Linked DNA regions of Mus musculus: all the other regions are linked to region 3. A link is a contact called in public ChIA-PET, HiChIP or PLAC-seq and Micro-C data. All regions are on one chromosome and are shown on one strand. Each heading gives the region's core, a stretch centred on a gene start, on an enhancer-like site or on the middle of the called end of the contact. The rest is flanking DNA. Distances are from core to core; before and after follow the strand shown.

Region 1 (4,560 bases), core at 751-3,250, 470 kb before region 3:
AACACACTTGGCTGATCAAAGGCTTTTCCAAACGACACTTTTCTGACACTGTCTCTAGAAAAAGCACCATGAACAAAGAAACTGTTCATTCAACTAGCTGTGAAGAGCTAACATTCTCAGAGTGTGAACACCCGGAGCCCTAGGGGTTGGCTCTATCCAGTGATAGGCTGTGGTGAGCTAGTTCAGTCAGCCGCATGCAGATGTTGAGCTGTCTTTGGAGTGGGCTGGGGCTTGCAGATCTCCCATGAGGTATGAATTTATTAGAGACAGATTTAAAGATGAAAACTGTGGTGCTGTACAGGTTCCAGCAGTTTCAACTAGATGATCTTGAGTCCAAGTCAGTCTGGATCACACAAAGAGGACATCTTAAAACACATGCAAGAAAAAAAAAGTCATTTACAAAAAACCAGTTCAAGCTGAGCTTGGTGGTAGACAGGCAGAGAGTTCCAGCACTTGGAAAGTAAGATAAAAGGACTGGAGTTCAGGGCCAGCCTGGGCTTCATTTGTCTCTGCTTAACCAACCAACCAACCAGCCAACCAACCGACCAAAACCTAACTAACCAACCACAAAAAGAAGAAAAAAAGAGCTAGTTTGAAGCCTTGCTTTAAAAAGTAATTGACAAAGCCGGGCATTGGTGGTGCTGGCCTTTAATCCCAGCACTTGGAAGGCAGAGGCAGGTGGATTTCTGAGTTCGAGGCCAACCTGGTCTACAGAGTGAGTTCCAGGACAGCCATGGCTATACAGAGAAACCCTGTCTCGAAAAACCAAAAAACCCAACAAAACAAAAACAAAACAAACAAAAAATTATTGACAACTTTGTCTATTACCTCTCTCGTTAGGCCAAATTCTCACTTTTTATTATACAAATGTTTAAAGTCAGCATTCCAATTTAGATATCTTAGATCCAGATTTAAAAAAAAAAAAAACTCGTTGTTTGAACATTTTGAATATGTTACTCTGTAATTTCCAAGTAGGTTAGTTGCATTCTGTCTAGACTCTTTTCAGAGCAAGTAAAATTAAGAGTATACTTTTCTTTGTCTTGGTCTCCATGGGTGAATTACAGGAGCATTTAACAGGTATTTAGAACAGGTATTCCTACTTCGTGCAGTAAAAAATAAAGGTGAATTTTATTTTTTCTTGCTTGTCACTTACCCCACAATTACTAAAATGCAACTTGAAAGTGTGAGATGCCCTCATTATTAAAGGACTGTAAGAATAGCTGACAGATGCGGCCTTTCAAAAGAACAGCACTTTACCTAATGGCAGCTAAGGAACTGGAAGCACCAAAATAGCCACTATTAGGTACCGCTGGGTACACTAAAAAATATGGCAATCCCGATTAATTTGTAAATCTCCTGGCAGGGAGGATGAAAGGACGAAAAAACATTTTAGGTGCGGGCTTTTAATGACTAGTCAAACATAACATGAGTCACTGAAATTTTCCAGTTAAGGATCCTTTTGCCGGACATCCTTGGACCTTTATGAGCCACACGCAGTTTCAGCTGTAACATCTCATGGTTTTACTGCCTCTTCCAAAAATGAATACATAAAAGGAAAGACGCCTCCCGCCGGCTTTGAAATGTAGGGCAAACTCTGGCTGCGGGTGGAGAGAAAGAGAATAAGGTATATAGACTGGGAGACAGAAAAGGCGCCGAAAAGGGAGAAGAAAAAAAAATTCCTCTAGGTTAGGCCTGCGGACCGGGTGTTCTCACAGGCTAGGGTGGATCGTCGCCTCGTGCGGAAGGGCTCGGCCCACCGTCTTGCCCTAGCCGAGTAGAGCCTACCCCTACCCCCACCCTGCGACAGATGGGCCACCAGACTTCTGCCTCCTCGCGCTGCCTGCCGGGAGTTCCAGCCGCTTCCGGTGACGCTTGAGCGCTGAACTCCGACTCCCGTCAGCCCCCGAGAAAACCGCACCGGGTCTTCGCGGGTACTGTCGGGACTTGTAGTTTAGCTATCGGCCGCGCTTCGTAGGCGGAAACGCGGGCGGACACAGACGGGAACTACCGAGGCGAAGGTACGGGTGGTAGCGAGAGGTCAATTCTCTCCAAACGTGGGGTTGGCGGTGAGGCCGGCGGCGGTAGTTGGGGTTGGGTGGGAGGAGATCCTTTCGCACACACGAGGAGGGTTGAGCCGCTGTCGACCTGGTCTCGAGTGTACTGTCTGGACTGTAGCTGCTGCCCAGGACGCCGGCGAGTGAGTCATTGACTGTCAGCTCCCCAGTCTTGCCGTCCTCCCCGGGTCAGCGCGGCCTGCTCCTCCCCGGTCGGCCGCCCCCGCCTCCATTTCCCGCCCTCTCTTCACCACACACACGGCCCCCCCGATCATGGATCCTAGCAGCGGCGGTGGCGGCGGTGGCGGCGGCGGCGGGAGCAGCAGCAGCAGCGACTCTGCGCCCGACTGCTGGGACCAGACGGATATGGAGGCCCCCGGGCCCGGGCCTTGCGGCGGCGGCGGGAGCGGCAGCGGCTCCATGGCCGCGGTGGCCGAGGCCCAGCGTGAGAACCTCAGCGCGGCTTTCAGCCGGCAACTCAACGTCAACGCCAAGCCTTTCGTCCCCAACGTCCACGCCGCTGAATTCGTGCCGTCCTTCCTGCGGGGTCCGGCCCAGCCGCCGCTATCCCCAGCTGGCGCAGCCGGAGGCGACCACGGAGCAGGCAGCGGCGCGGGAGGCCCTTCGGGTAAGTTGCCGGGCTGGATATCCCCAAGGCACGGGCGGCGGCCTGGGGCCGGAGTTCCGCGGTGGGCTGGGTGGAGAGGACGGGAGGCCGGCCGGCCCGCACGTGGGGCGCTGACAGCGGCGCCGGCTGGTCTGGGTGGGGCGCCTCCAGTCTGGGAGCTGCTTGGCTTGGGGCGCCTGGGCCAGGAGGAGCAGAGACCAGGGGACCCGGGGGCGATTGCCCCGCCGCGGAAGGCCGCACGCGGTTCACCCCTAGGCATAGGAACTGTATGGGACCCTGCCAGCCCTGGGCCAGTCAGTGCCACGAGGCCCAGAAGTGGGGACTGATAGGGCTTGAAGTCCGGCAGGAGGAGGGTGTGAAAGTCTAGGGTTTGGGGGACAGGACTTGTCTCTTCGCTGGCCCAGAGAGCTGCTCCTACTGTAGTTTCTACGTTTGGAACTGTAATTGCGTTTTAAGTATCGGTGGCACTAAAGCGACCTGAAGGAATCCCAAGATGCATTGCAGGCTTGTGATCCGCCAGAAACTGTTGGCTGTCAATACAAAGACCTTTTTTCACCCTTAACATTTTGAATACTTGAAAAGTTTTTTAAATGTCACAAGGATTCCTCAGTACTAACATGTGGTAGTAAACCTCATTGATTTATGTGCGGTTTTAAGCGGGATTTAAGACTTTTTCTGAATGGCGTGTAGACTTTTAATTGTTTTAAAAGTATGGCCCTTATAAGGGTTGCTTATAAAAGCTTAGTTTGCGTTCGTGTATTAGTCTAGTCTGTTACTTAAATACTTCTGATAACTTAATATTTGTCACATAAAGTAGCTACTAAATACACTTTCTGTCGTTTCAAACTGCAGTCTTTAAACACCTTTTTACAAACGGGCTGTATGTTTGGTAGCCTGCTTTCAGGTACAGATTTTGTAGCAATGCTGTTGAGTGAACTTAAGTATTGCCTTCATGCTGATGCTTTTTTTTTAAATTAGGTATTTATTTCATTTACATTTCCAATGCTATCCCAAAAGTCCCCCACACGCTCCCCCACCCATGACGATGCTTTTTTGAGTAAATATGGTATTGTCCTAAAGAAAAAAAGAAAGAAAGAAAGAAACGGGAAGGGAAAAGGCCGAGACTTTGATTATTTAGCAGGGACATTGGTGGGGCAGATAATTTGAGCTTATTTCAAGTGAGAGTATGTTTTAAGTTCTGGACTTAGGCCTGGTGTGGTGGTACACTAACTAGTTAATGCCTATAGAGTCCCAGAACTCTGGAGGCTGAGGTAGGAGAATGCTTGGAAAAAGCAGAGAAAACAAATGGCATTATCACCTCGCTGCCCTCCCAGGTGAGGTTGCAACCCTGGAACTCAGGAAGTGAGGGCAGCAAGATCTTTAGGTGAAGGCTACCGGGACTGTCTGGCAAATAATAAGTAAGTAAGTAAATAAATAAATAAATAAATACGTTCTTGGAATTTAGTTTCTTGGGAAACGTGCTTCACTTTGCTTTTTAGAAGTGAGAGGGTGTTGGACTGTTCAGGGAAATGCTTTTGTGAGGAGCTGGGTCTGTATTAGAGTGGGTTTTGGGGGGCAGTGAGCTTTGGGGCTTTTATTGTGCAGGAAGGAGGGATGCTGCCCTCCTTCAAACCTGGGGATTTGACTTTTATTGACTGGCATTTCTTTTATTTGTGTGTGGTTGATATTTTTCTTTTCAAACAAGGAAATTCATTCAACTTTTAATTCTTTTAGACATTAATCTACTTGTTAGCTTCCTTACAAATTGCTGGAAGTACTTGTTTCTACCTTATTTTAGAGCTTCCACATCTCCAGCCATTGTCTTTCTTGGCTCTCCTTCATCTGGAACTACCAGCTTTGAATAGACTGGAGACTGCA
Region 2 (4,278 bases), core at 655-3,154, 390 kb before region 3:
CAGCCCTTGGGAGGCAGGAGCCTAAAACAGTTCTTCAGCAAATGCACCTATCCGGTACAGCACCCAGGTAAGAGGCCGGGGACTTCCCCACTAGTATAGAAGACAAAGAAGCAGAGACCCTTACAACACACAGTATTCTTCAAGGCTAGAGAAGGTTCATCCATGCTCAGCCCTTCTTTTCCTTTGCTCCCTACAGTACATATAATGATGGGTTCCCAGATATATCTACTCTCTATCACCAGCAACTTGTGATTATTGCTACCTTGCCTGGAAAATCACTGGGAATCTCCAGGTGGGATCCAGGACCTCCTTGTTTCAAATGCAATCACCAGGGCCCTTTGAGGGACAACTGAAAGCAAAGACCCAGAGAAGGTGTGGCAAGGAGACCTCATTTAGAGGAAAATACTGGCTCTGGAGATGACAGGCATGACCTACGAGTCCAGGAGGCCTCTAGGAGCTAAAAAGAGGCAAGAGCTCAACACTAGTTTCCAGAAGGGACAAGCCTCGTCAGCACCTGGACATCACCAGTGAAACACCTGCTGCAGACTCTGGTCCTTTAGAACTCTTAAGTTTATGTTGTTTCAAGGCAACAAAAATGTAGGCCATTGGTACAGGAACAACAGGAAGTCCATACATTCTCATCAAGTTTCACTTTGTACTGGCCCAGTACTGACGACTTCCTGAGCTTACAGTAGCACTCTGGGTCCAGACAGAGTGCATCTCAGTGTCTTCCTTCTAATGTAAACTTTTCCCTCTGTCCCCAGTGGTCCTGGACCTGGGTATTTCTTGCTTCATAGCCAAAGAAGACCTGGAACTCCTATCCCCCCCCCCCCACCCCCATGTACTGCTATGACAAGGGTACCCCACCATATCCAGTTTATTTGGTGCTGGAAATCAAACTCAAGGCTAGGCAAGCACTTTGACAACTAAGTTACATCCTCAACCCCTTTCACTTTTCTGCTTGTCCTTTCTATATATCCGCCCAACGGCATGAAGAAACTTTCTAAAACTGCAAATTAGACCTTGTAATTTCCATCTCAGACACTGAATTCCAAATTTCATGCAGTGGCTCATCCTCTTTGAGCTTTCTACACACACACTTTGTCTTCCCTGTCCCTCAGCAACTTAGGCTCAGGATCTTTCCCACTGCCTGGAAGCACTCTCCCTTCTACTGCCCTGACTTGGAGCACTTTTCACATCTCCAGTCGCAGGGACTCAGCCTTACATTGTTCTGTCTGGGGTAATGTACACCTGACCACTGAAACACCGGTGAATACAGCGACATATAAGTTGAGATGAAGGCCAGGGAGAACAAGAGCTTGTGTTGGCTCTGAGATCCGTCCCTACATTCATTTGCAAAAATACCGCATTTTGTTTTCAAGATGATAAAAACAGTGACTGCGAGTAGGATAGGGAATTGAGGACAAGTTCCGAAGTGACGCTCCGGCGTCCGAATGAGTTTAGGTCACCTCCCTGTTCAACGCGGGTCCCTATGCCTGTCATTCATTTGAAAGGACACGACTGTATGGCTGTTTTCAGGGTGACGGTAACAGTATCGGAATGCAAAGCAGGACGCTCAGGATAAGTTACTGCAGAGAACAGATTCCGAAGGAAGTGACACCCTGGTGCCCAGATGAATCTAGGTCTCCTTCCAGTCCTACTTTGGTATCCAAGCGGTGTGGGAGAGGGCGATGATGCTGGGCTCAAGAGCTTGCGGTCTCTCACCCCCTTCCGTGTGGCCGCCCAGGGTTCCGCCTATCGCCGCCGCTTCCGCAGCCCCGAGGCCCCGACGTGGCGCCTCCAACCCCGGGCTGACACTGGCAACGCAGCCAATGGTAGCGTTTGCGGGGCGGCGCGCGAGGCCTCCCGCCGCCAGAGGGCGCCGCCCCGAGCGTCGCGGGCTGGCAGCTGCGGTGGGTCGCCCAGGGAAGCTGCGAGACTGTGAGAGCTCTTGAGCCGGTGAACGCACATCCCGCTGTCGCCTCCGCACTCCGCGCCCCTCGGCTCCTGGGTGCCGCCCCGCAGGTGAGGGAAGGGGACGCGCGGGCGTCGCGGGCAGGGTCGCGCTCTTCCAATCGCGTGCGTGCGCCGCGTCGCTTCGTGAGCACGCGCGGCCGTTAACGGACTTCAGGCGGGGGAGGGGCGCGGACCCCCGAACCGGCTGCACGGGCTCCTCGGGAGTCGTAATCCGGGCACGCGCGGCGGCCCCTGCCACCTGGACTGCCTGGCCGACATCCACGCACTAGCTTTTGGTGGTTTAGCATTTCGTTATTCCTGGGTGCTGGGTGATCGCGGGGCGTCCGTGTTAGTAAGTGTCTCGGTTTGGGGACGCTCGCGACGCCAGCTGAGTGCGCGCTCGCCGGTGTCGGGTTCGCCCCTTGCGGGTGTTATGCGCGGCCCACCCCGCGTATGGGTGGCGACTGGCTTCCGGTGTTCGGCCGGGGTTCGGAGACTGTACGAGGGTTCTCGGTTTTCCTTTCCCCACCCTTAAAGAATGGAGACCTGTCAGTTCCCATTAGCGGGAATTTCCGGTTAGGGGTAGTCAGCGCAGGGGTGTGGTCAGGTTGGAAGGTCCTAGCTGGGCCCAAGGGGTGGTGCCTGCGCTCTGACTGGGTGAATTTATTCCGGGGTTGGGCGTTTTTTGGGTCCCCAGATGTTAAGGGATCAAAGAGGGTCATAGTGTTAGGTATTTAAGACCAAGAGGGTCTGGTGTAGACCTGCGCTGTCCGATGGTAATGTGGCCACTGGTAAAGTGGGGTGGTCGAGCACTGGAATGTGGCAAGAATTGAGATTCACTTTTGGTTTCAATTTGTTTGTTTGTTTGTATGTTTGTTTCGAGACAGAATTTCTCTGTTTAGCCTTGGCTGCCCTGGAACTTACTTTGTAGACCAGGCTGGACTTGAGCTTAGAGATCTGCTTTCCCCTACCTCCCGAATGCTGTGATTTAAAAGCCGTGCCACCACCGCCCCACTCCGGTTTCAGTTTTAAAGTCTGATTTGAAAGATTTCGTTTGGGAGGAAGAAAAAGAACGAAAAAGATCTCCTTGGTAAACTCCTATGCTTAAATCAGCCAGTGTTTAGCAAGCAGTGTGTTATATACTTGAGGTGATACCTGTTGTGGCTACGTTAGAATTAAAACAATCTGTCCAGTTTCTTTTTACTATTTTAGTATGGCCACTTCGTAATTTAAAATGGCACGTACCGCCGGTATCGTATTTCGATTGGACAATGCTCTACTGGACTGGGGGAGGGGCTGGGCGCTCTTGCCATCTGCTCTTTTCCTGCTTCTTTTGGAAGTAGCTGCTTTTCATGGAGGTCTTGAAGGAATCCAAGGCTCTCTTCACCTCCGTTGAAATGATGAGCAGAGCTGCACTGTGTGTGCGTGAGTGTATGTGTGGGTGTGGACTTGGTGTTGGTGTGGTGTTCTTCATCTTTGGACTAAATCAAGTGCATGGACAGTTTTCTCTATTGAAAAATTTCCCCTTTCTGCTCTGTTAGACCAGCAGGGTGCGCTACAGATGTGAATAAGGTTGAGTTATTGAGGTTGAAAATGTCAGTATTTGGAGTGGGGTATTATGCAAAGAACAGGTTGATCAGTGTCCTCAAGATGTACCAAAACACCCCTTCCCAGCTGTGTTCCTGTGACTTTTGGTTGGGGGTTATATTCTATATGCCTACAGGCTCTTGTCTTGTGGTTCCAAGATCTATTAGTAACAATGTTCATTTGCCAGCTGTAAGGTTTTACAGTTGTCAATATTGACTGATTTTTGAAACTGATTTGGGTGTATTCAATCCATTTGTAAATGACTGGTTGATAGTCAACTATAGAAATAGTTTGAGTAGCTAGTTAAGAAGGAGATAGAAATCAAAAACATCTTTAGACAGAATACCTCGGGAGGAAAGTTGCTTTCTAGATAATACCTTTGTGTGCTTTGTCTCAGCAAACCCACATTTTCTCCATGATCTTCAAGTGAAATGTGTTTACAGTGCCGGGTGTCAGCTGCGTGCTGTGGCCTCGGCCACTTAGAGTGAAATGGCAGGGTGCCTTGGAGCCCTGGAGTTCCCCAGCCTGGGCAGCGGTGAGGTCTCACCTCAAACAGCAAACAACAAAACAATTGGAACAAACTTCTGAGATATATAAAAATGAAGAAAAAGTGATTGGTGAGCGCTAGTTCTCCCTCCCTTCCTACACACACACACTCACACACACACACTCTTTTTGTTTTTTTGTTTTTTTTGTTTGTTTGTTTTGTTTTTGAAACACACAAACTAGGGTCAT
Region 3 (4,403 bases), core at 391-2,890:
TGATGGATGGGAGAGGGCTAGCCAGGGGCAGGGCGAGAGGACACACCCTCTGACTGAGGAGGAGGGGAGATTTCCTGAGAGCAGGCAGAGGTGGAGGCCTGGAGTCCTCTATTTATAGGGTTCTTCTGAAAAGGTCTGCCAAGAGCTTGGCAGGGAGGCAGGCCTGCAGGAGCCAGCCCAGCCTTGTCACCCACCTCAGCACCAATAAGCCTGCCAAGTCCCAAGGGGATACTGTACCCCAAGAGGTTTTCCTCACTTTGCCTGGGCTGGAAGCACAGTTTGGGGATGGAGTTCACCAACCCCAGTACTACTAAAATAGGCTGGTACAAGGCCCTGTGTTTAGTCCCCAGCACTGCAAACAAGCATCCGTGATGCTTGCCAGACCAGAAAGACCTGAAGGCCAGTCTAGGCTGAGACGCGCTAGAGGGAGGCAGTGCTACAAACCCAGCCTTTATCGCCCACCAAGGGTTAGACTGACCATGGCTGCACCACAACCACAGCCACACAAATTCAAGCACCACAAGATAAGTTTGGTTGTGCTTAGGATGAAATATGGCGCTCTGTGCTCTGTCTGGGGAGACCAGGACTTGGCCTCAGAGCTTCAGAGGAGCCGCCTGACAGCTAACAGAGAAACCTGTAGAGGGCAGTGTGCGTCACTGTGAGCACAGGGAAGCCTGCACGCGAACCTCATCCGCCTTCATTCATAAACATCGTCAGCCAGGCACCCACTCCTGGCCTTTCAGGACAAACTGAATCACGAAACCACACAGTGTCCTAATGATAGGTCTGACTGCCTGGATCCTAAGCCAAGGTGTGCTCGGGGCCCCTTGTACAGGCAGATGCTTGCTGGAGTCTTGACCAAAAGTTTGGGGATTACAGCTTTTTTTGGAATCACAGCCCCGCCCGGGGCCTCAGTTTCTCCGGCTGCCCACGTAGTAAGAGTGCAGAGAGTGAGTCCAGGCCCCTGGGAACCCAGCCCAACCCCGCCCGGTTTCCGAGGAACTAGGCCGGGAGCGGGGGCGCCCCTCCCGCACCGCCTTAGGCTTCCTTTGAAGCCTCTGCGGTCAGGCCACCGCTTCCTGGGAAGCCCAAGCCAAGGCCAGGCCGAATGGCCAACGGGAGGGGCCCGCACGCGGCTCTGGAGGAGGGCGGCGGCCCCACAGGTCTCTAGGACTAGCTAGCCGGGTTCCAAGAAGGGTCGAGATTGCCAAGGCCTTCGGGTCCTGGGCAGGAAGGACCCTGGCAGGGAGGAGCTGCTTGGGGAGCACAGGGTCCAGGCGAGGCGGAGCCCTAACCAGAAGAATGCAGACACCCGGAGGGGAGGAGGCGTGTCAGCCCCGCGCTAGCATCCCACACGGCGGGCTGCGATTTGGGGCGAAGGTAGAGCAAAAGAGCGGGCACCAAGTCCTAAGCACCCCAGGCACGGAACACAAGATTCCGGTTGGAGCCGGAACCCCAGAGGTCCCAATGTGGGAAGGTGCGAGGCGAAACCAAGTTAGAGGAACCGTCTCCAGGGAGAGCCTCAGGAGTCTAGAGAGAACCCGAAAGACTTGCCGGAAAGAGAAACCGAAAGCGGGGGTGGGCTGGACCTGTGGGCGGGGCCTGCCTGGTTTAAGAGCCTGATGCAGGGGCGGGCAGCAGCAGAGAGAACTGCGGCCGTGGCAGCGGCACGGCTCCCAGCCCCGGAGCATGCGCGACAGCCGCCCCGGAGCCCCCAGCCGCGGCTCCCCGCGTCCTGCCGCCAGGTGAGCCAAGGCAGCTGCGAGGGAGCAGGCGGGAGGGGATGGGAGGTGATGGGAGCAGAGCCCGGCAGGACTAACCTCGCAGACTGTATGGCAGGGTCGAGGATGCCACGCCTCTGGCGCCCCCCCACCCCCGCCCCGGCTCCCCCAGGAGGCCCCTCGCTCGAGCGGGGCGCCGTCAGCCCCTCCTCTCCGGCCCTGAGCCCTGATCCTCCGCCCGGGTTCCAGTCCCCGGCGTGGCCAGTAGGCGGCAGCCGCGAGGCGACTAGCCACCAGCGGGGACGGCCGGGAGTCGGGCCCCTCTCCACGCCCCCTTCTCCACGCGCGCGGGGAGGCAGGGCTCCACCGCCAGTCTGGAAGGGTTCCGCATACAGGAACGGCCTACTTCGCAGATGAGCCCACCGAGGCTCAAGCTCCGGGCGGATTCTGCGTGCCGCTCTCGCTCCTTGGGGTCTGTTGGCCGGCCTGTGCCACCCGGACGCCCGGCTCACTGCCTCTGTCTCCCCCATCAGCGCAGCCCCGGACGCTATGGCCCACCCCTCCAGCTGGCCCCTCGAGTAGGATGGTAGCACGCAACCAGGTGGCAGCCGACAATGCGATCTCCCCGGCAGCAGAGCCCCGACGGCGGTCAGAGCCCTCCTCGTCCTCGTCTTCGTCCTCGCCAGCGGCCCCCGTGCGTCCCCGGCCCTGCCCGGCGGTCCCAGCCCCAGCCCCTGGCGACACTCACTTCCGCACCTTCCGCTCCCACTCCGATTACCGGCGCATCACGCGGACCAGCGCGCTCCTGGACGCCTGCGGCTTCTATTGGGGACCCCTGAGCGTGCACGGGGCGCACGAGCGGCTGCGTGCCGAGCCCGTGGGCACCTTCTTGGTGCGCGACAGTCGCCAACGGAACTGCTTCTTCGCGCTCAGCGTGAAGATGGCTTCGGGCCCCACGAGCATCCGCGTGCACTTCCAGGCCGGCCGCTTCCACTTGGACGGCAGCCGCGAGACCTTCGACTGCCTTTTCGAGCTGCTGGAGCACTACGTGGCGGCGCCGCGCCGCATGTTGGGGGCCCCGCTGCGCCAGCGCCGCGTGCGGCCGCTGCAGGAGCTGTGTCGCCAGCGCATCGTGGCCGCCGTGGGTCGCGAGAACCTGGCGCGCATCCCTCTTAACCCGGTACTCCGTGACTACCTGAGTTCCTTCCCCTTCCAGATCTGACCGGCTGCCGCTGTGCCGCAGCATTAAGTGGGGGCGCCTTATTATTTCTTATTATTAATTATTATTATTTTTCTGGAACCACGTGGGAGCCCTCCCCGCCTGGGTCGGAGGGAGTGGTTGTGGAGGGTGAGATGCCTCCCACTTCTGGCTGGAGACCTCATCCCACCTCTCAGGGGTGGGGGTGCTCCCCTCCTGGTGCTCCCTCCGGGTCCCCCCTGGTTGTAGCAGCTTGTGTCTGGGGCCAGGACCTGAATTCCACTCCTACCTCTCCATGTTTACATATTCCCAGTATCTTTGCACAAACCAGGGGTCGGGGAGGGTCTCTGGCTTCATTTTTCTGCTGTGCAGAATATCCTATTTTATATTTTTACAGCCAGTTTAGGTAATAAACTTTATTATGAAAGTTTTTTTTTAAAAGAAACAAAGATTCCTAGAGCGTATGCTTTGGCCAAACGTCCTGGGTTGGGAGTGGGGTATACAGACTGACTTTTCTTGAAGTCTTCGGGATGCTGGGGGGAGGGGGGAGGGTCGGACATCATATACATCTCCACCCACAGTGATGGGGACCAAACTTCCAGGCTAGTTGTGGTTTATGACTGGGAAGATGGCCGCTCCTGAGTATCCGTGCCTGGTCTCTGGTATTTCTGTGATGGGATCCTACAGGGACAGCCCCTGACACTGAGTACTGTGTTGCCCCCAGTATACAGAGGAGAAAACTGAGAGACGGGTAATTGACGACAGACCATTCCTGGACTGGAGAGGTGGGCCTTTTAACTGTCCATCCTGCATCAATTTGAAATGGATGACAGAGAGGAAACTTCTTTGCTTCTCTGACCACAACTACTTCCAGGAAGAGGGTGGGGCAGAGAGGCCAGGGCTCCCCGAGTTTTTGGAAGGAGTGGTGGTTCTGCAAGCCATCAAGCATTTCAGAGGGATGATGGGCCATGCTGGCTTGACTTTTCCCTCCTCTCCCCACTCTGCCTTGTGTACTTTTTTGGAGCCAGAAAGCTGCTTTGTGGTCTGTGGTGGCAGGGGCCTGGGTGCTGCTGGTGGCTTGGGCAATTCCCTTTGCCTCTGGGCCTCTGAAGCAATGGTGCTGTTAGGAGCCCAGCTGGAAGGGCTGTTCCAAGACACAAGCAGGGCACTAGAAAGGACCCAGCACTGGCTCTGAGACAGACGCCTGGAGCTTGCTGGTCATCAGGGGCCCACATCCCACACCATCTTCATGAGTTCTGTGACTCCTGCAGCCTGGGACATGCTTCTAGTGGCTTTCCTAATGCTTAATGATCACGTTCAGAGGAAGTGGCTGCTCTGGGCACACTGACACTGTCTGGGCTTTCTCTGGAGCGTTAGAATGGCTGTGGTTCTCCATCCCAGCATGGCCAGTCCTTCAGGGAGGTGAGGAGAGAGCATGGAGGACCAAACCTGCTGTGTGAATGAATAAGGTTCTCCCCATGCTG
Region 4 (4,446 bases), core at 1,645-4,144, 280 kb before region 3:
GCATGTGATGATGAGCTGAAAGAGAGCTGGCTCTCATGGGATCAACCAGAGGACCCTATTTTTGAGCCAGCTCCCTAAGTCCAGACTTCTCCCAGTTGCCTACTCACAGGTCCCCATGCCTGCTAGGAAGCAGCCATGGGGAATAGAGGATGTAACCCAAGTTCAGGGCAGGGCCAAGGCATGGCAGTAGAGGATGGCAGGTCTGACAGCTAACTGACAGCTAGCTCAGTGGTTCTCAACCTTCTTAATGCTGCGACCTTATAATACAGTTCCTCATGTTGCGGTCACCCCCAACCATAGCATTATTTTCCTTGCTACTTTGTAACTGTAGTTTTGCTACTGTTATGAATCACAATGTAAATATCTGTGTTCCGGGTGGTCTTAAGTAACCACATATGAAAGTTTTGTTCTACTCCCAAAGGGGTTGTAACCCATAGGTTGAAAACCAAGGTAATTCTTTATGCTTGGGGTAAGGTAGGTGGTAACAGGGAAGCAGAACCCAGAGGATGCTGGGATGCCCTGCATCTGGCTTGTACAACCCTCTGCATAACCACTGACCACCCCATTTCATTCACCAAGGCCCATGGGTCAGGCATAATTTAACCCAGCTGAGGGAAGTTCCAGGACCACCTCAAAGCTATGCCATTACATCCACCTTACTCCTCTCTACTTGCCTTGATCATCCCATTCTGCTTATGAGGAAACTGAGGCACAGGGTCAGACCACAGACCATCCCACGTACCCTGTTCGGGAGCAGCTGCAGTGACAACTTTTAGGTGAGCACTGGTCAATGTGGGTCTGGGCACACCACAGCCAGTTCAGTCTGCAATGCTGAGAATTGCTGGGCCTGGTTTCTCAAGGCCCAGACCAATGGGTAACTGGTCCTAGAACACACTGGTCTCAAAATGACATACAGTGTGGTGACCTCTGGGCAGAGGTCTCCTAAAATTCACACTCTCCTTTAGGTCTTCCTTGGAAAGGCGTCTGTTATCCCTACCTCTTCATGGGATCCCAAAGCTAACCTTTCACCCCACCCAGAAGGCAACAAGGCAGGCCAGGTTCTCACCACTCTTATCCACAGCAGGCTGTTCTTAATGTCTTGCCTTTTTCTCTGTAACTTCTTGTACCTCAGGGCACAAAGCCTGGCCTGGACCCATGTCACAAATAGCCTCTTCTCTGGGGACATCCTCTGCCTACTCATCACTTAACTGGGCACATCACCAGTGCTATTGTACTCAGCTGGGCACCACTCTGCCACTCCATCCAAAGCTTCCACCTCCCAGGGCCTCCAAGGCAGTGAGAAATACTGCCCTGCTTTCAGGGCCAACTAACATCCAGGGGCTTCCTGCACTGCTCCATCCTCCAGCAAGGCCACCTTCCAAGTGTCCTCTTCAGGGGACCCCAGACCAGAAGTATTTCCTGCTCAGGGTTCTGCTTGGTCAAACCCCAAAGGCACCATCACCGAGGGCTTCTGCCATCCAAGAGCTTAGATGGAGGACCAACAGCAACAGGAAAGAAAAGGGAACATCTATCATGGCTGTGCCCATTGTCCTCTCCCCTCCCCTTCCTCCTCCAGAAGAGAAATCTGCTCCAGATGCCACCCTACTCCCAGTTCTTATGCCAGGAAAGGAAACTAAGACTAAGAAGTTTGGGAACTGCCCGAGGTGAGCTGCAATCTCATAGTCCAAGCCTGAATTCTGCCCCCACTCGTCAGGGTCCCATCTGGCCATACAACTCTGGCGGTGATATAATAGTCGATGCTGAAAAGTTCCTTGATGCCACACTTTTGAGCTCCAACATCTCATGTGGATCTCTCCAAAACTTCTGCATCAAAACAATCCTAGAACCGAATGACTGCTCTTCCTACTTGACAAATAATCTGTAGCTTAGAGAAGTTAACTCGGTCCCCAAGGTCACACAGTTTAAAAAGTGGAGGTGCAGATACCCAGGAAGCCCCGATCCTAAATAACCGATTTCAAACCTGATTCTAAAACGTCATATGTCTGACCTGTCTTCTTTCTCCTGAAAGCTGAGCACAATGAGTCTGTGTTTGACCCCTCCTTAGGAGATAGTCTAGGTGACCTGGGTCGAGAGGACTGGACACTAATGACAAGCGTCCCAGCAGCTCCCGCGTGCTGAGCGCGGGCGGTGTGCAGGCGCGGTGCCAGGCGACGCCGCGTCTCTCCCACTCTATCGAAGGAGCAAGGCGAGGCGCTAGGGAAGTAGGGGCCTGTTCAGGGGGCGACAGCTGAGGAGGAAACGACAGCTGAAGACAAATCAAGTCCGCCTGACCCCAGTTTTTTTCCCTGGGGGGGGGGTCCCAGAGACCCATTCAAGCCCACGCCGCGCAATCACTGCCGACCCGACCTGGGACCAAACGCTGCGGCTCAGCCTCAGTCTCCCCACCAATGAAACGAGCGCCAGATTTTCCCTGGGCCCCCGTTCCCCTCGATCCCATCTTGACCACGCTGGGGCGCTGCCAGGAACCCCGTCAATGCGGAGTGAGTGTTCCGGGCAGCCCGGAGGATCCGCGCAGGACATAGAACCGTGGGTCACGGAGAGGGGCAGATGCCCAGCCAAGCAGCCTCCGCCCCCCGCTACCTCCTTTGTCCCAATCCCGCGGCGGAGGACAAAGAGCCCCCGCCCGCGCGCGGCATCTGCCGCGCCGACCCGCCAGCGCCGCACCCCGATCCATCCGGCGCGTCCCTTCCCCCTACCCGCCTGCTCTGCCCATCCCTGCTGACCATGTCGCGGCCCGCAGTCCTGTGCAATTAGCCAGCAGCAGCCCCGCCGCCCCGGCTCCGCCTGCGCGCCAGCCGGGTCGGCCGCGGAGCCCTCGCCAGACGCCAGAGCCCGATCAGCAGGGGGCGAGGTGCTTGGGCTCCGCCCTGATTGGGGGCGGGGCGCTCTGGTGCGACCAACTGGAGATCGCGCTGGGACGGCGGGGCGGAGCGGAGCGGGCTGGGTGGAGTCACGTGCGCTCTGGGCCCGGAGGCGCACAATGGGCAGAGGGAGTGTAAGCAAGGGGGTGGGTAGTGTTTCTCAGCTGGCGGCTCCCGGAGCTGGGGCAGAGAAGGCGGGAGGCCAGGCTTCCTTGAGCGCTTATTGGGTGCCGGCAGTACTGGGCCTGCGCCTGGCGTCCTCTTTCTTCGAGGGTCAACCCAACGACAGAGGGGAAACTGAGGCGCACAGCGGTAAGAGTGTGATACACCGCCCGGAGATTACAGGCAGAGACGAATGATTTTCTTTCCTTTTCTCATCTTTTCTTTTCTCTTCTTTTCTTCCTTCCTTTTTTCCCCTTCAATTCCATCATTATCCTTTCATCTATCCACCCTTCTGCACTGATCATGTATCTTGCTGCGCCCTTGAGCCACTAGCCAGACAAACCAGGTCCTGTCCTCAGGGATGCGGACTCAATAACCTCTTAGTTAAGCCTTCACCAAGTGCCGTACTCTGTTCAGTCCACTCAACAACATCAAAAGAACGCCAAATAAAAACATACCGACCCATTTGACATGAGGAACTCAACACTCCAGAAGACTTAAAATACTCTGATGTGCTGTCCTGGAGGCAGGATTTGAAGCTAGACACAACTGGCTAGGAACACAAAGGTGCTAATTGGTGTACTGACTGCCCCCCAAAAAGAGTCTGAGAGAGGATGGGACACTCCGTGATGGCCACCAGGAACTCCACAAAGAGTTTGAAGACCTCTGAGGCCCAAGGTACTTGGGAAGCCAGGAAGAAATAACTTGGTTGGGGCAGATAAGACTGGGATATCCCCCTGGGAGCTGGGAAGCTAGGGACTGCTAACTTTCTTAAGGTCCTGCACACAAGCTGAAGTGTGGGAACTCCCTCACTTCACCTCAGCAGAGTGATTCCCCTCCATACCTCTCATCCTTTGGCCCATGTCATTTCTTTTATCTTAAACGTTCTTCCACACCATCTTTCAGATCTCAGCTTCACACCCTTGCTCTCTTTCCCAGTCAATGGACTTTCATGTCCATTGGGAAATCGTGTTTTCTAAGGGCATCTCATTAGCTTTCAGTCTCCGTTTCAGGACTAAGACTGAATCGTTCACTGGTGAGCCTACAGAACAGTCAGTACACAGTAGGCTCTTTATAAGATATAATGAATGAATAGTAAGATGGCAAGGCTGTCTCTGCTGCTGAAGGACTGGGCTGAGGAAGTAAGCTGGCTTTGGTGTAGAGAGGCAGAAGGAAGCAGGGCTCTGGGCCAGCTGCCGTAGAGCCTAGAGCCTGATGGCTCTGAACAGCTCCTGTTCACAGACCTGCCCATCGCTGTGCGTCCTCAGAGCTCCTGCCTCTCATTAGTGGTCTAGGCCTGGAATAGGTAGGTCCAGAACTCCAGAGCTGGGGCTGGCAGGGAGATAAACACGAGCAGGTATATATATGACTGAGGGGAGGACGTGGGGAGAGGTGAGCAGCA
Region 5 (4,760 bases), core at 828-3,327, 370 kb after region 3:
GGTACAGCTGCAGGGTTAGGACTTCCAGATACAGAAAGAGCTTTATGAGGGGCAGATGTAAAAGGCCCTGTGTTACATGACCGCCAGAATGTGCCGAGGTACACCGCCACCTTGGTCAGAATGCTCAGGGAGATGCCTCGCCTCAGCCAGGGGCTAGGCAGGGTCCAGACAGTCAGAGAGGCTGCTTTCCTGGTCTAAGAATCACCCTCTAAAGCCATCAGCAGCCCCTTTGACACACGGAGCAGCTCCCAGCTTAGCCCAGGCTCCCACCTGTGTATCTCCATCCTCCGCTAGGCCGTGGGCGAGGTGTGCACTGAACGTGCTTTTCCCAACGCCGCCTTTCCCAGACAGCACCAAGAGCTTGTGTCTCACCGTCTTCATCTTCTCTCTGATTTCCTCCACGGCTGCAGAGAAGTAGAGGAGGTGATGATGACCCCGCCTCAGTCCTACCCGTCCCTCTTCCAAAGTGCTCTTTAAGCTGTTTCTAAGGCTCTTTGTGAGATACCACTTCAGCAAACTAAAAATAAATGCTAGGAAGAAAATACGGTCACTACCAACCTGAAAAGATTGTCTTATTTATGCAGTAGCACATGCCCTCCGAGGAGAGAGTGGGGTGTTCAAAGCCCAGCTCCTCAACAGAACCCAGGAGGCATCTGCTAACATCTGCAGAAATTCTCTGGATGCCACAGGAGGGACTACTACTGGCATCTCGGATGATGGATGCTAAGTGTCTTAAGCACAGGTTAGGCCCAGTACAAGGGATGATCAACTCCAATGTCCCCAGGGCTGCAGATGGGAAACTCACAGGCTCTCAGAAGCAACCATCCCAGCAACGTACTGGGTTTCCAATGTCACGTCTTGTTTCAAATCTTTACAGACTACACTGTGGGGAGACTGGTCTTCACCATGAGGGCATTCTTGCTCAAGATCAGTTTTCAGGAGACTCAACAACCAAACCCAGCCTCTCTCTGAAAAGCCTTCCTTCCAGCTAGGCTTTCAGTCCTCCTCGCCCTGGAGATGGCCCCTCACAGTGCTGATCCCTGGTGAGTTTAACGTGCCTGCTCCTGCTTCCTCCCCACTTTGCTCTCAGTCCCCCATCTGTCTCTCCACTGAGATAATGAACATTCATGTCTGCTGAAAGATAGACTCCTTAACAGGAGGGTCCTTCTCTCTGCCACAGAGAGAGCAGAGCCTCTGTGACCTGTGATGGACATGTGCCAGGACTCAGGCCTGAAAGATCTCAGTATTTTTCCATTCTCCTCTCTGTGCTTGGCCTTGTGGATACTGAGGTAGCGGTTATTACTTAAGCCCTGTACCTGCCCGACATCACTTTTATCTATTCTATCCTTCTTTGAGGTCCTATTTACTGATTTTTTTTTTTTTTTTAATAAAGACAGGGTCTCATCTAAGCCCGGGGTTAGCCTCTTAAATGCTGAGATTACAAACATGTGCCAACACACTCGACCTAATGTTCGTTCGTTCATTCATTCATTCATTCACTGATTCATTCATTCACTCATACAGGGTCTCATCCTGTAGTCCAGGCTGGCTTTTAACTTGTAGCCATCCTCCTGCTTCTGCCCCTCAAGTTCCGGGGGAACAAGCCTGTGCCGCCAAGCTTATTTTAATGCCCCCTTCGGTTCCCTGTCTACCGCAGATCAGACTAAACCTCCATTTCCATCACTGTTTTTCCGCTATTTGATTTTTAAAACCTCCCTCTCGCTCAAGCTCCGCCTTCTACGCCCTCCCCCCAACCAATTAGAATACTGCCCACTAGCCGCTGCCATTCACCCTCAAGTCCCGCCCCTTCCACTTCCTGATCTGCCCGCCGCTTCCTCACCGGGATCCGGAGCAGCGCCGGCTCCGGATGCGCACAGCCTCTGGTTGGGGCATCCCTGGCACGAGGCTCCTCGGCCGGCCTGGGCGCTGTCGGCCCCGGGGCAGCCTGCGGGAAGACGAAGGCACAGTCAGAGTGGTTCGGTCCCAGCGGGACCACCCACACGTCCTGCGATAGCTCACCGTGGGGCGCCTCCTCCATGCTGCCGCTCTTGCCCGGGCTGCGCTCGCCGGAACCTCAGGGGCGTGTTTCCGCCTCGCAGGTCCAATCTGACCCCCCGGCCGCGGGAACTGTCTCGCCAGACCAGGACTGCGCACGCGCAAAACCGTGTGTGCAGTGGGTGGGATTCCTATGCCTCTTCCCGCTAAAACAGGGCGAGACTCAGAAATATATGATACCTGAGCAAATGAAGTGGCTCTAACGATTAAAGATTCTGTTGAGCCAGCCTGTATCCAAATCCCAGAACTCATAGGGAAAGCGAGGATGGACTCTTACACATAATGCAGGTTTTTGATTCTGTTTTTGTTTTTGTTGTTGTTTTGTTTTTTTAAGTATGGTTTTTGTCGCCAACGAACGTTATTCTCCGTGGCCTCAGTGTTGATGCAGTACTACTAATAAAAGTACAATCAATGTCAATATTTACTCAGTTTCAAATAATCTGCCCTACCCTAGATTCTGTTACAGGCTGGGATTGTGGCTCAATTGGTAGAGTGCTTGATCTATCATGCATGAGGTCCTATATTTAGTCCCCAGCACTGAAACAATACAGATCCAACAAAACACTTTGTCCGTCCCTCTCTATTTCTTCTCTGTTCTCCTCTCCTCTCTTCTGCTCAAGCTGATCTTGAATTAATGATTTTCTTGCCATGTTTGGCTAAGAGGGGAGACTTTATAAAGGGGTGTAGCTCAGTGGTAGAGTACCTGTCCAGCAAGTGAAAAGCCATAAATTCAATCGCCAGCAGTGTAAGTTCTCATTTGATCCTCCTGCCTCCGTCTTTCAGTTGCTGGGATTACAATGTGCACCACCAGCATTCCTGGGCTGACACCCCCGCCCTCTTAAAATTGCTGTGCTATTTAGAAAAATACTTTGTTTTGTGTTTTGTTGCTTCCCCTCAGATCTGTTCAGTGAAACCTCTTCAAACCCACTCCTGTGCCCCCACTGGGAGCTTTCCCTAGCTTTCTCTCACTTCTGCAGGTCCCCACTGTCCTTGCTGCTACCATTTCTCCTGTATGTGTCTGTGAGTGTTTAGACAAATGGCCTGTCTGTGTCTGTGGAGCAGTGTTTAGACTCCATGAAGACATCCTGTCCATGGTCACAGCCATGGGAGCTTGGCTGCATGCAACTTTGGCACAAGATGGTGGTGGTTGTTACTGTTTTCATTGAACGATTCTAAATATTTTTCATTTATTTTTGAGATTATAATTACATCATTTCTCCCTTCATTTTCCTTCCCCCAAACCTTACCACCTCTCCTTGCTGTTTATCAAATTCATGGACTTTTTTTTTTTCATTGTTATTGTGACAGGGCCCCAGACCTTAGCACAACTGACTCCATGATGGAAGTGCCATTCAGGCTGTAACACTCAGCACATAGACAGCAGCACCTGCCAAAATGAAAACAAAGACCTAATCCACCAAAGTCCATGACTCTGGGAAAGTCTCTAACTGTACTAACCTCTCTTTTTTGCTTCTGTAGAGCTGATTCTGGCTATCTGTTCTTGTTACTGAAGTAGGTTAACCCAGAACATGGTTTTTGTGCCTAAAAGTTTATTCCAAGAAAGGCTCAGTGCTCCACTGGGATACTGAATAGCAAAATCTTCCCATTAGCTTAAACCCATGTCTGAACAGTCATCTCTGATGAATACCCCACAACATTATTACATATGCTACATATTACATTTAAAAACATACACACACACATACACACATACAATCTGTTCACTCTGTATAAAAGATACTTGTATATCTATTTTTAAAGGTGACCATTCCGTTGGTGTGCTCTTCCATGGGGAGGACTATTCTTCCAGTCTCAGCATTCCTGTAGAATGCTATAGTTCTTTGGGTGAGGTCGAGGCTGCCTCTGTCCACTTTGACATGTGTACTGGCATCGACCTTATTCAGCTCTTGTGTAGGCAATCATGTTGGTGAGACTGAGTGTAGACTCTGACATTAGTAGGAGGCATTGTGGGATAACAGACCTGAAAGGGTTTTGCAGTGAGTGCTGGTGAGTGGGGCCAAGAATTCTTGCAATGTTGCAAGAATCAAAATATACAACAGACCTCATGCAAAAGATTAATGGGGAGGGAGACATGAAAGGTCATATCTGAGCAGGGTTGGAGAGAGGAAGAGGAAAAGGGAGAGAGGAGAGAGAGAGAGAGAGAATGAGAGAGAGAGAGAGCAGATTGTGATCATGCCAGCTTTATAGGGGTATGGAACATAGACATGGAAAATATGCAACAGTGGTGGTGGTGGAAATGTTGTGTTGGTTTTCAGCGATGACGTCACGTTGGCCTTAGTGATGATGACTGAGGTGGGGTAGGGTTGGAGGAGCACATGGTTCAGGAACATGGGTGGTTCTTGATTGACTAACAAGCCATTCCTGCTCCAGGCCAGTCCCCAAACCTGGGCCTTGGGAATCCCCACACCCATGACTTCCATCTGCGCTGTACTCTTCACTAACTCACCGCACATGCTCCAAAAGTCCCTTAAAGCCCAGCCTTTTTGCCCATCCTGCTGCTATCTCGGTTCCCATTTGGAGGCGGCCACATTCTGTGTTTCTCCTCAATAAATCTCTGTGTGAGGTTTGTTGCATGGTGAGACTTTGCGGTGCTCCTTGGCTCCTGGTTGCTAAGATACCCTTGCATCAGACAACCCTTTCAGACTGAATCTCACAGCAAACTCCCTGACCCTTTGCCCTTACAA
Region 6 (4,826 bases), core at 1,313-3,812, 500 kb after region 3:
CAGCTGTGAGACAGCCTGTGAGACAGGACATCTTGATACCGTGCTGCCCCGTGGACACCTGTAGGCTCAGTGGGTGTGCAGGAGGCGCCCGGCCTTTAAGGCAGGGACAGGAGAGGGCTGCTGCGAGGGAAAGCTAAGGCAGCGAGAATATCCACTGGTCGCGCAGGACGCTCCGCTTTTAGTTTTCATTTTAATTCTTTATTGTTTGAATACTTTAACATTTAAGCATTTATTTATATTTTTTTATTCCTGTGGGGGTGGGGCACTTCCTTTCTCTCCCTCTGCCCTTCTTTCCCCTTCCTCCCTCTGCCCTTCCTTCCCCCCTCTCTCTGCCCTTCCTTCCCCTCCCTCCCTCTGCCCTTCCTTCCCCTCCCTCCCTCTGCCCTTCCTTCTCCTCCCCTCCCTCTGCCCTTCCTTCCCCTCCCTCCCTCTGCCCTTCTTTCCCTCTCCCCTTCTCCAGCTGGGCCTTTCTCCTTTCACAGTTAGCACCCTGCCTCTGCTCATCACGTGAATTCAGTTATGTTCTATTTCCCACCTCTTCCGGGTTCTGATCCGGTCCTAATCCCATGGCCTATAACCACACACAGATACACACACGCATACACAGCTCTGAATCCAGTTCTTCATGTAAGAGAAACTCGAGTGTTTGTCTCCCTGAGCCTCGCTCGTGTGCTCACCTATTTTCCTCCAAATGTTATGATTTTATTTTTTTTCTTCTGTGTACATGTGCCATGTTTTCTTATCCACCCATCAGATCTCCTGGTCCCTTGATGTCACCCTTTCTTCTCCACATTCCCCGTGCCATTCTGGTAGAACTGGCCTCCACTGACCCTCAGGATATTTCTCCCATGGGTCATGAGAACATGAGCCACCTCAGATCCCTCTGAAGACCTGGCATCCCATGGGACTTAGCAGAGACTCAGAACCGACCTGAGGCCTCTTGACTCACAAGTGTGCATTTGAACCAAGTCCTCAGGAGACTCACTTGTGGTCTGCCCTTGAGAAGCAGTGAGTCCTGAGGGCCCACATTGACTCCTTGGCCCAGCAGGACTCAGGATCTGCGCGTCCCTAACCAGCGGCTTCCATTCCCTTCACAGGCCTGGTGGGTAGGCGACAGCTTCTCTGCTGACCTCTGGAGAGTGTGCACCAACAGCACAAACTGTACCGAGATCAATGAGCTGACCGGCCCTGAAGCGTTTGAAGGTGAGTGTGGGTGGCTGGGGCATCACCATTCCCATATCCCCTCCCTCCTGAGACTTGGCAGACCCAGCCAGGTCAGGTCCATCTCAGCAGACCCAGGCCTATCTGCTTGCTCTCTGTCCCTGTATGTAATGCTGACTGAGCCCCAGAAACAGTCAGCAGTGGTGATAAACTGGACCCATCAAGACAGCTTGCTGAGTCCAGAAGCAGTGTTTTTGGGCCTCTGCTCTTGGTGTTCCATGCCTCCCTGTGGGAATTCCTGTATTACAGCTCTTTAAATCAGGAATCCGTGAACTACCAGCTAAATGCAGCCCAAGACCTGCTTTGGTGTGGCCCATGAACTAAGAATGCTTTTAACATTTTAAAAGAGTTGTAAAAAGAACAAAATCCTCAAAACAAAAAAAGGGGGAGAAGAAATAATAATAATAATAATGTGACCAGAAGCTTAAAGTAATTTATTGCCTGGCTCTTTCCTGTAAAAGAAAAAAAACAAAAACAAAAACAAAAACAAAAAAAACCTTGTGCCAGCTCCAACTTCTTCCACATGTAAATTTATTTCCTGAGTAAATGTACCTGCAGCATCAGTGGTAAACTGGTGTCACAAGCCGTGAAAACAGGAGGAAAGGCTAAATTAAAAGCCAAAGACCCTCAGTGAAGTCTAACCCAACTGACTCCCTCTGTCTCTGTTTGTCAGAGGCCATGACACACACGTGGACATCAGAGAGAACTGTGGGGGTTAGTTCTCCATGGCTCCAACTCAGGTTGTCCAGCATGGTTGTGGACGGTGGAGAAGCCTTAGCTAGTGAGATCTCTCTGGCCCATCCTCTCCTTACTGATTTTTTTGTGCTAAACAAAACCAAAATTTAAGCAACTCAAATGCAGTTGTAGCCCATGTAGCTGTGCAGGGAGTAGTTCTGAAACCCTGCAAGGATTCCCCAAGGCTGTGGAAGGGTGCACACCACCTCTGCACCGTAGTTTCTAGATGACTTACAACACCGAATACAATCTCTGCATGTTGTTTCATTGTGTGACCCGGTATGGTGCATGGCAGATTCAGATTTTGATTTCTGGAACTTTCTGGGTTCTCCCTTCAACTGACACACCTCAGAAATAGTTGTTGAGCCCAAGACTACAGGCACTGCTGCTATGGGGCCTGGCTGTCTTAGCAGGTATTATGAGGTGGTAGCCCTGCAAGCGAGCCCATTCCTGAGGCCTCCAGGAACCCTGAGACCACAGCAAGGTCACAGCCCTCCCCTGACTGACTTCCTGCTTTTGGTGGCCTGGCTGGGTTTCACCCACACGGACATCACGGCCACCAGCAGCACACTCAGCAGCTCATCGCCAAGGAACCTAGTCTAAAAGCACCGAGTCATTTCTTCTCACAAAACCAGTTTCTACAGTTGCTTCGTCACAGGATATGAATCACCTGGGGTACTTGCTAAAAATATATTATCTTGGCACCAACCCCAGAGGAATGGAGGCTGAGTGAGGAATCTGCATTTTAAATAAGCCTTCCTAGGTGGCTCCTTGGAAAATTTAATTACTAATGTTCAAAGCCACGGGGTCACAACGTTGGCTCACTTTGAAATTCCCTAGGAGACTTTAGAAGTGTTCTCCGTGCCTGGTGTTCCAGTTCATTTTGTCTCAGGAAAGTCTGGTAATATTTTTTAGAATATAGCCATCATTTACAAACATGGAAATGCATACTTCTTAAGGGCTCCTTGGTGCAATGAGTTTTGACAATTCTTTATAATCCTAGCAAACTACCACTGAAAGCAAAGCAGAGGACTTTCCTAACACCCCACAAGGTCCTTTGGCCCATTCCCCTCAACTCCTAGCCAGAGAGCCCCACCCCCCCAGCTTATTTACCCCTGATCCTGGACTTTGAGGAGTGATGTGTTCTGTTGGAGAGTACGTTTGTTTGCCATAAGGAAACAGGAAGCAGGACCAGGTGTTTTCTGTGGGGCCCAGATGTGCAGCTTAATGTGAGCGATACGATCCATTGCTGTTAACGCCTTACCCAGCCCTTATAATCAAAGCTCCCTCCAGCCATCAGGCAAACTAAAAAGGTTGAGACCTGGCTGTTGCTCTTTTCCCAAGCCAAATAGGTAGGAGCTGCAATCCAGAGCAGGGAGAGTCTTGGTTCTGGCTTCATCTTCTGTTTAAGTTGGTATTTGATCAACTGCCTAGCTGGAGGAGAAGAGCGAGGTAGCCTGGCACACTGCCAGGGTGGCCAGGTATGTTCAGTCTGTGGCCCACGGAGCACAGTGACTAGGAATGGGGCCCAACACAATGCTGTGGACTCACTTAAGACATGAGCTTACCCTGGTGTCAGATCTCAGTGTGAAGTTTATAGATGACAACCCTGTGTCACAGTGCCCAGTAGTTGGATGGACATGCTTGGCTGCAGACAGTCCTATAACCCTCTGTGTGAAGCCTTCATCTTCTGCCCACAGGTTATTCTGTGATGCAGGCGGTGCAGGCCACCATGATCCTCTCCACCATCCTCTCCTGCATCTCCTTCCTCATCTTTCTGCTCCAGCTCTTCCGCCTCAAGCAGGGAGAGAGGTTCGTCCTGACGTCCATCATCCAGCTCATGTCCTGTAAGTGAACCTGGAAGCCGCGTGTACTGCCTGTACACACATGAGACAGCCTGTGCTGCCTACACACACACACACACACACACACACACACACACACACACACACAGCCAGGAAGTGACTCTTTAGAGCATACATTATTCGAAAGGGGACAGTCTGCCAGAGCAAAGCCTGCCCTCCTTCTTTTCTTGGGCTCCTCTAGTGGAGGGCAAACAATAAATCAATTCCAAGTTCAGGCATGGCCTTCTGGCCAGGTGGCTCTCATCTCTGAGATCCATCTTTCCTCCTCCTCATCTCTTGCACACACTAAGGCCATGAAGTCTTGAGTTCCTTCTCCTTCACCACTTTGGACGGCATGTAGATTTATGGTTAACTCAGAACAGACAGACCATTAGCAGGTGACACACAGACTCCTTCCGGCAAAGTGAAGCTCTTCTCCTATAGCTTGTGCTGCACTTCTGCATTGTATCCCACCAAAATCACTGAAGGAGGGAAGTTGGGGAACACCCAGAAAGGAGAAGCTGGCACACACTCCATATGGAGGAGTTTGGATTTAGGGGGAAAGGGAAGGTGTCTGCAAAGCTTGAAGCCTGAGCTTGGGTACCATGTGTTGTCTGGGTGTGGAGTGGAAGGAACAGTTTGGCAGGCAAAAGTGCTGGGATGAAGAAGCAGAGCTGTGAGGGCCGGAATGAGGAGGGCAGACTGAACGGGCTCTCATAAGCCACGGAAAGGACTTGAGGTCTGTATCCTAAGCTGGTGGGAAGCCATTAACAAGTGTTAGGCCAGGTCCAGATTCTAGTGTGGCCTGCAATATTTCTGAACCCTGTCTTTGTTCCTGACAGGTCTGTGTGTCATGATCGGAGCTTCCATCTATACAGACCGGCGCCAAGACCTTCACCAACAGAACAGAAAACTCTATTACCTACTGCAAGAAGGCAGCTACGGCTACTCTTTCATCCTGGCCTGGGTGGCCTTTGCCTTCACTTTCATCAGCGGCCTCATGTACATGATCCTGAGGAAGCGTAA

What was found. A called contact is a pair of places that touch in the nucleus more often than the background predicts. ChIA-PET counts read pairs in DNA pulled down with a chosen protein or histone mark. HiChIP or PLAC-seq counts read pairs in DNA pulled down with a chosen protein or histone mark.
Region 1: a contact with region 3 is called in an HNF4G HiChIP or PLAC-seq map of pancreatic cancer cells. The contact joins the promoter of Gspt1 here to the promoter of Socs1 in region 3. A contact is called at or near these places in 3 of 39 promoter capture datasets (cranial neural crest, maxillary cranial neural crest and pre-B cells), 4 of 484 Hi-C or Micro-C datasets (embryonic stem cells, muscle stem cells and uterus), 3 of 115 datasets of contacts at active chromatin or transcription factors (memory CD8 T cells, microglia and pancreatic cancer cells) and 2 of 9 other capture datasets (adipose tissue and liver).
Region 2: a Micro-C map of embryonic stem cells shows a contact between it and region 3, with 2.6 times the contacts expected there. The contact joins the promoter of Zc3h7a here to the promoter of Socs1 in region 3. A contact is called at or near these places in 3 of 39 promoter capture datasets (liver, neutrophils and pre-B cells), 9 of 484 Hi-C or Micro-C datasets (CD4 T cells, the HL-1 cell line, embryonic stem cells and 4 more), 2 of 115 datasets of contacts at active chromatin or transcription factors (memory CD8 T cells and regulatory T cells) and 2 of 9 other capture datasets (adipose tissue and liver).
Region 4: a contact with region 3 is called in an RNA polymerase II ChIA-PET map of memory CD8 T cells, with 47 read pairs. The contact joins the promoter of Snn here to the promoter of Socs1 in region 3. A contact is called at or near these places in 18 of 39 promoter capture datasets (the 3T3-L1 cell line, 3T3-L1-derived adipocytes, the SN4741 cell line and 11 more), 8 of 484 Hi-C or Micro-C datasets (CD4 T cells, CD8 T cells, Sertoli cells and 4 more), 2 of 115 datasets of contacts at active chromatin or transcription factors (memory CD8 T cells and pancreatic cancer cells) and 4 of 9 other capture datasets (adipose tissue, liver, macrophages and 1 more).
Region 5: a contact with region 3 is called in a Micro-C map of embryonic stem cells, with 3 times the contacts expected there. The contact joins the promoter of Nubp1 here to the promoter of Socs1 in region 3. A contact is called at or near these places in 5 of 39 promoter capture datasets (the C10 cell line, cranial neural crest, embryonic stem cells and 2 more), 1 of 15 datasets of contacts at CTCF or cohesin (embryonic stem cells), 9 of 484 Hi-C or Micro-C datasets (B cells, cerebellum, embryonic stem cells and 3 more), 7 of 115 datasets of contacts at active chromatin or transcription factors (astrocytes, bone marrow-derived dendritic cells, cardiomyocytes and 1 more) and 3 of 9 other capture datasets (embryonic stem cells, liver and pancreatic islet).
Region 6: a contact with region 3 is called in an H3K27ac HiChIP or PLAC-seq map of bone marrow-derived dendritic cells, with 4 times the contacts expected there. The contact joins the enhancer-like site here to the promoter of Socs1 in region 3. A contact is called at or near these places in 8 of 39 promoter capture datasets (the C10 cell line, the HPC-7 cell line, cranial neural crest and 3 more), 1 of 15 datasets of contacts at CTCF or cohesin (embryonic stem cells), 4 of 484 Hi-C or Micro-C datasets (B cells, embryonic stem cells and pro-B cells), 2 of 115 datasets of contacts at active chromatin or transcription factors (bone marrow-derived dendritic cells and pancreatic cancer cells) and 1 of 9 other capture datasets (macrophages).

What each region holds. Positions count from the first base shown.
Region 1 is chr16:11,251,765-11,256,324 of GRCm38.p6, reverse strand. It overlaps Gspt1 (G1 to S phase transition 1), which reads left to right and starts at 2,000. Exons shown (of 15, transcript NM_146066.2): 1 at 2,000-2,682. The coding sequence starts at 2,328. It overlaps LOC115488671, which reads left to right and starts at 2,689. Exons shown (of 2, transcript XM_030249388.1): 1 at 2,689-4,100. It overlaps Mir1945 (microRNA 1945), which reads left to right and starts at 1,880; the gene lies at 1,880-1,957.
Region 2 is chr16:11,173,967-11,178,244 of GRCm38.p6, reverse strand. It overlaps Zc3h7a (zinc finger CCCH type containing 7 A), which reads left to right and starts at 1,904. Exons shown (of 23, transcript NM_145931.3): 1 at 1,904-2,025. 4930509G22Rik (RIKEN cDNA 4930509G22 gene) reads right to left here and starts at 69. Exons shown (of 4, transcript NR_151506.1): 1 at 1-69.
Region 3 is chr16:10,782,773-10,787,175 of GRCm38.p6, reverse strand. Socs1 (suppressor of cytokine signaling 1) reads left to right here and starts at 1,640. Exons shown (of 2, transcript NM_009896.2): 1 at 1,640-1,745; 2 at 2,255-3,368. The coding sequence starts at 2,305. The coding sequence ends at 2,943.
Region 4 is chr16:11,064,746-11,069,191 of GRCm38.p6, reverse strand. Snn (stannin) reads right to left here and starts at 2,894. Exons shown (of 2, transcript NM_009223.3): 1 at 2,745-2,894. It overlaps Gm9861 (a long non-coding RNA gene), which reads left to right and starts at 2,924. Exons shown (of 2, transcript XR_003951968.1): 1 at 2,924-3,194.
Region 5 is chr16:10,409,255-10,414,014 of GRCm38.p6, reverse strand. Nubp1 (nucleotide binding protein 1) reads right to left here and starts at 2,077. Exons shown (of 11, transcript NM_011955.2): 1 at 2,020-2,077; 2 at 1,841-1,945; 3 at 271-404. The coding sequence starts at 2,038.
Region 6 is chr16:10,284,432-10,289,257 of GRCm38.p6, reverse strand. Emp2 (epithelial membrane protein 2) reads left to right here. Exons shown (of 5, transcript NM_007929.2): 3 at 1,098-1,203; 4 at 3,657-3,803; 5 at 4,643-4,826. Among named protein-coding and RNA genes, the nearest start is that of Emp2, 27 kb to the left of the region's middle. Within about 2 kb of position 2,562, at least 118 of the 459 cell types and tissues checked have an H3K27ac peak or open chromatin away from gene starts, as enhancers often do. A contact at or near this core is called in bone marrow-derived dendritic cells and pancreatic cancer cells, where this site is marked.